Regions from separate parts of the Mus musculus genome. Here region 2 is linked to region 1. A link is a contact called in public promoter capture Hi-C data. All regions are on one chromosome and are shown on one strand. The core of a region is the stretch at or near the end of the contact, and the rest is flanking DNA. Distances in the headings are between cores, read along the strand shown.

Region 1 (3,038 bases), core at 368-2,867:
GAAGATGAGACCCTACAAAGTTGGGGCAAAGAGGTGGGCGAAAGGAAGAAAGCTACCGGACAGCTGAGAACAAAACCCTCTCACACAGTGGGTGTGGTGGTGCTGGCCTCTAAAAGCAGCACTCTGGAGGCAGAGGTAGATAGATCTCTAAATTCCAGGTCAGCTTGGTCCACATAGTGAGTCCCAGGCCAGCCAAAGCTACATAGTGAGACCTTATCTCAAATACACACACACACACACACACACACACACACACACACACAAACACACACACACACCATACACACACACACACACAAACACACAACACACACCCACACCATACACACCACACACACAAACACACAACACACAACACACACACACACCATACACATACACACACACACACACACATACACACACACCACAACACACATACCCCCCCACACACACATGGGAAGTAACTCAACAGTAGGGTTCCTGATTGCCAGAAAGGCCTGATTCATTCCAACATTTAAGACAGATGAGTCGTGTAACTTCCCCCTCCAGAACTCACTATGGGCTGAAGCTAGGGTGAGTCTCTTGTTACAAAAGGAATGGTCTGTCCTCTAAATTCATGAAGGGAAATCTCAACTCTTAAGGTGATGAGACCTTTGGGAGATGATGCACTCTGGTGAGGGTGGTAGAACCCTGCCCAATGTGTCTAGTACCTTGGCCAAAGAGACCTCAGAGTTCCTCCCTCTTTACACATACAAGGGTGCAAGGAGGAACACCCTAGAAAGGAGTCTCCCCAGAACTGACCCCCAACCTCTAAAACTGTGAGGACTACTTCAATGTCTTGTCGGCTACCATGCCTATGGTTTTTGGCTGTAGTAGCCCAAATTGAGTAAGGCACTTTGTAGAGAACTTTACAATTGGTTGGCTCTCTCCCCTTCTCACCCTACTTCTGCTCTGCCCTTATAGTGTGTCTGGATTCCCCTACAAATCCTCACTTTGGTTTGTTTTGGGGGAAACAGAAGTAATAGGTCTGGCTGGACAGTAATGACAGTTGTCACAGGAGGCCCCTCACAGTGGTACAGTGGTACAGTGGTCAGTGGTCATGCAAAAGAGAAATCAGAAGCTCAGCTACGGGAAAGGACTTGCCCAGGGTGGCACTCAGGTGAGCCAAACTGCCTTCCTTGGCCCAGTATTGCCAACTGCCTTGATGGCCCACTAACAAGAGATAGGCTTTACCAGCAGTCCTGTGAGAAGCCCTAGAAACTTCAGAAAGGAGCTGGAATCTCCTGGGCCCCACTGCCAAGGCAGTCCAGGGCTAGTTAGGCATTCAGAACAAAGGCGAGAAATGCTCCTATCCAAGACATCCGAGAGGGGATTGATTCCTTACCATTGACAGACTTCTCCAAGTCAAGCCTGCACAGCCCCCAGAGAGCTGCAGCTAGAGGCCTACTTGTTAATCAAATCCTCAATCTCCACGTTTTTGTTTTTGTTTTTTTTTTTAAGGACAATTCCCCAAGACAGGACTTGATAGGAAGAGACCAGAAGCTGCTAAAACACCCTATGAATAAATGTTCAGGGTTCCGTCCGGAGACACCCACGGTGGCTGATGAGTCATCCCAGGGCCAGCTGTCACCACAGAGAGCTATATATAGAAGGGACAGGCCAGAGGGGTGCTGGGACCTAAGGCAAGGGGGAGAAACACATACCTAGGAGGTGAGGCCCCAGCTGGGGGACAGGGCCAGATCACTTGGAGACTATATACTTAGCTCCCCGAAAAGAGAATGTGGGTCAACAATTTCCCAGCAGAGCCCTGTGTGTGAACTGGAAGCCACTGGCAACAGGGCTGGACTCCAGCTCTGCCAGCGCATTAAGGATGAACAGTGCTAGCAATAGTAACGCAGGGAGGCTGATTTTGTGCGCTCTTCGCGGGGCCCCTCTCCAGCTCCTCAAGTGTACTGGAAGCGGGCATTTGCATGCCACTGATTAAGCAGCAGGCTGGAGTGCGGCCTCCAGGCTTGGTTAGGCTAGACTATCACTGTATGCTTGCCACCAGCTGTATGTGGCTATTGAGCTTGCTTAGATGTGGTCAGTTCTAAATTGAGATTTGCTGTTAAGTGTGAAAGACGCAGGGGGATTTCTAAGGCTCAGTTTCAAGAAAATAATGTGGAACACCTCATTAATATCTTTTTTGCCTACATTACATACTGAGATGGTAATATTTTGGATAAATGGTAATAAATAAAATATATTATTCAAATTACCCTCGCCTGTTTTCTTTTGAATGCTGTTCAAGTTCTATTTCTATTGGACAGTGCTGGGTTACAGGCTCGAGGCCAGAACCTTCAGGAAATCCTGGCTATGCCTTCTCCTGATGAGTCCAGCCTGCTTCCTGGTTCAAGGCTGCTTTGCAGACAATGCCAGCAGCCAGCTGCAGCTCTGCCTTCGCCTGGAAGATCCAGGCTACACACAAAATCCCCTAAGTGGCTATGACTCCAAAACTCACCCTGCATGCCTTCATCGAGAGCAAAGGGACAAATCTTGTCTGCAACTGTTTCTTCCCTTTTCCCTGGGTAGCCCCCGAGGGAGTGCCACACCATGTGTGATGAGAGAGAGAGAGAGAGAGAGAGAGAGAGAGAGAGAGAGAGATCAAGCTACTTCTCAAATTGAAACAGCTCTTTCCTCACATGTACTACCTCAGAGAATGCAAGGAGCGAAAGGCGATGAGAGAGGCTTGAGAGAGTCAGACACAAAAATGTCACATCCGCTGTCCACTGAGACCTGAGCAGGGAGGAGGAACGAGTTTGCATGTGCATGTGTTGACCTGAGGAAAAGGTTCAAGAGGGTGTTGCAGGCACAACAGGGCACAACAGGAAAGAGATGGGCTCCGGGGGTGGGGGTGGGGTCCGGGAGTTAATAGGTCCCCTTTTGTATCACTTTAAATTATTCACATCAGAACAATGGAAAGAATATAGCAAAATAAAAAATGCATGGGACCAAGAGGGCCTGGATCCCTGTGCAGTGGAAACAGCACAGGAGGAGGAAGTCCTCAGAGATAACTG
Region 2 (3,038 bases), core at 185-2,684, 320 kb after region 1:
AAAGCACTTTAATACTTCCAGCCTCTTCAATCTACTTAAGGAGGGCAGAGGTAGTGTTAACTCTCACAGAGGGGGAGGCTGCCTCTACTAGCCCCCAAGTTTCAAAGTGTTTGTGTTCATCATTGAAGTGTGGTCAGAAGCCAGGTGCAACCTGTCTGCTCCCGTTGAATACCCATGCTACCCTGAATCAGTGTCATTTGGTTAAAATGGTGCATCGTTTTTGTTTTGGTTTGGTTTGTTTTCTGGAAGCTGCCTACCCTACCCCCCCCCCCCCCCCGCTTCAGACGATTTCCCTTCATAGCCTAAAAAAAAAAAAAAACAGGAATTGTCTGTGTCAATTCCGACTCCCGGCCACGGAGGGCTATTTTAAAGTGTTTCTGCAGACAGACCCTCTGGCCCCGCCGGAAGTGTTTTATGGACCTGTGAGTCCAGTTAATCCCAGGAGGCGAGGAAGGATCAGCCCGGGGTGTGGGAATCCTGTGTTTAGGTTATCCTTATGGGACTTTGGGGGGGGGGGGACACTTAGTGACTTTGGCAATATAATGTGCCCTCTCTCCATGAAACTCGAGATTTGAACCAACGAGGAAGGAAACAGGACAGGCCCCCATCGAGGTGTGGCCTGGGGAGGAGGGGTACACTCTGGGACCACAGTGAACTTGGTAGGCAAAGTCGAGAGCACAGTTGTGTGAGCCAGTCCCCCACCCCAACCCCCGGCCCTGACTTTATCTTTCTAGCCTGTGGAAAGCGAGAGAGCCGCGACCCGGGAAGGAGCCTTAAAGAAACATTCAGGAGCGACTCGCGACTGGAAGATGGCAGCGGCTCCCCTGGGTTTCAAGGTTCCAAAAAAGGTGTTCTGCCTTGAGGAGTGAGGACTCCTGCTCCGCCCCCCCTCTGACAGTCTCTCCCAGGGTCCCCAAACCACTAAGCCCCCAAGTGCGCCTAGGCCGCTCAGCCTCTCCAGAACACGTAGGGATGTCACACTGTGGTCCACATAAGCTGTGCGGTGCAAACCTACTAGTCCTCTTGGGAGATAGGATTTACTCTCCCGTCCCCAAATTCAGACACAGGCTAAGGTCTCCTATTTTTACTCCTGTGTCTCTCGGAAGCACGGGTAGAATCGATCCTCTCTAGCAGCTGCCACTTCTCGGGGGACAAGGGAGTCCATAGGCCTGGCTGTGCGCCCCAGGCTTTAACAGCGTGTGCACTTATGCGGGCTGGGGGGGGGGGGGAGGGGCACAGCCTTCCCCACCTGGACTCTTCGAAGCAAACAATCGCCGCGAGCTTTCGAAGCACCAGAGCGAGCCAGGAAGAGGAAGGGAAAGTGGAGGCCTGGAGCGCGCTTGGAAAGCGTGTTTGTGCGCGCGCTCGGGGGAATAGGGAGCTGGTGGTAATCGGGCTGGATTGAGGGCAAACAACCGGATCCAGCCGTCCCAACTGGGCTCTCCAGCTCCAAGCAGGGGAGCTTAGCTCAGGGCTGGCGCCTCAAGTGGAGAGAAGACCGGAGCTTCTGGAGGCGCCACTGGGCATCTAGCCAGACCCACCGGAGGAGCCTAGGGGCGCGCCTGGAGACGGGGGACCTGCACGAACCAGTCACCACCGCGGGTGGCCGTTTACCTAAGCCTCACAGGACCACTGAAGATAGGCGATAAGGAGTTCCTGAGCAATCGGCTACCCCCAGGCCCTAGTCACCTCCGGCGGACGTGACTGCCGGATGCTATGCGGCTAGGTGGGCTAGGGGCCTTTGCACTGTCTCCCTTGGCCCTTTCTGTGCTGCAGAGTCACGAGTCACAGTAGATTCTGTTACCTAAGTCTGGAGTTTTCCTTGCGCCGGCGGGGGGGGGGGGGCAGCCAAAGATGTTGGGCATCTTAAGCCACAAAATTTTGGGAGGGTTGGGAGGGAGGTTTTTTCCCTTAGGGGGGGAAAACCCTTAAATCACACAGGCTACAGCGTGGGAGAGGCCACACGGCCCTCTTAGGGCTTTGGGCAAGCTGCTTAACAGTTCTGGACCCCAGGGGCGACACAATTAAGGCAAGGAAAGCAGTCTTAGTGTCCACCTCATAATAGAGTTGGTCAGAGGAGAATAGGCTTCCTGTGTGTAGACCACGCCAGTGCCACATATGCTTGCTAGGGTATTATTGTATTCCCTTCCTATGGGTAAAGGGGGGGGGGGCACTCTCCCCCGAAGTTAAAGTTACCCCAGGTCTCTCGGGAGGCATGTTTGGGCAAAGTGGAGAGTACGTTCACTGTTTTTGTCCACAAGATAGTTAAAGCAAAAATGGCCTCAAACTATCTCTTGACTCCTTAACCTTAAAGGCCTGACTTGGTGGTGTGAAAGAGTAGCTTCCCCCAGCCCTTACAGTCTCACGCTGGATCCCAGGTGGGCCTGGGCTTTAAGGCAATCCTCTGCTTCAGTTTCCCGAGTGCTAGAACTGTAAGGAAGAGCTAGCCAAGCCTGGGGACTGGGCTCTCTGCTGGCATTCATTTCGTTTGGATTACTGTCAAGTTCCAGGCAGGGATCAGACACCGCATCTTTACACTCTCCCCGCGGTCTTGAAGGACACAGCAGGGGTCTTTCAGAAATACTCTCCTAGCCCACCTTTGTTCAAGGTGATTTTTCAAGACGCGATTCCAAGCTACCTCGTTCTTGGTGAGGCTGGGTGAAAGGAAAGTCCTCTGCCATTAGTGGACTACATTTTACTGACACCCAAATATAAATAATGTTCATGTGAACAGGATTGGTCAGATTCCTATCTAGGAAAGGCTCTCCTTACTGTCTGGCACGGTAGGGAGATGTGTGCAGGCAGCAAAGAAGGGTCTGAAGGGTCCAATACAACTCATAACATGAGGCCGCTTTTTTTTTTTCTTTCTCAAAGACAAGACATTTCTCCTAAGTGGCTACCGGCGGTAGACTAATCACTTAAATGTGCTGGCGATGGGCTGTGGCTCTTAGTAGATCCTTATCTGAGCTGTGAATGCCAGGCTGCCAGCCCCGCGAAAGACAAAGAACACAGACGCTTCTACGGTTCGCTCCTTAGAG

Evidence for each region. Capture Hi-C pulls out chosen DNA fragments and counts their contacts.
Region 2: a promoter capture Hi-C map of pancreatic islet shows a contact between it and region 1. The contact joins two enhancer-like sites. A contact is called at or near these places in 2 of 39 promoter capture datasets (both in liver), 2 of 484 Hi-C or Micro-C datasets (B cells and myocytes), 2 of 115 datasets of contacts at active chromatin or transcription factors (DN3 thymocytes and acute myeloid leukemia) and 1 of 9 other capture datasets (pancreatic islet).

Annotation. Positions count from the first base shown.
Region 1 is chrX:11,838,139-11,841,176 of GRCm38.p6, forward strand. No RefSeq gene overlaps it. Among named protein-coding and RNA genes, the nearest start is that of Gm26314, 11 kb to the right of the region's middle. Within about 2 kb of position 1,618, at least 59 of the 459 cell types and tissues checked have an H3K27ac peak or open chromatin away from gene starts, as enhancers often do. A contact at or near this core is called in pancreatic islet, where this site is marked.
Region 2 is chrX:12,154,562-12,157,599 of GRCm38.p6, forward strand. It overlaps a transcript of Bcor not described here. Among named protein-coding and RNA genes, the nearest start is that of Gm46687, 64 kb to the left of the region's middle. Within about 2 kb of position 1,435, at least 56 of the 459 cell types and tissues checked have an H3K27ac peak or open chromatin away from gene starts, as enhancers often do. A contact at or near this core is called in pancreatic islet, where this site is marked.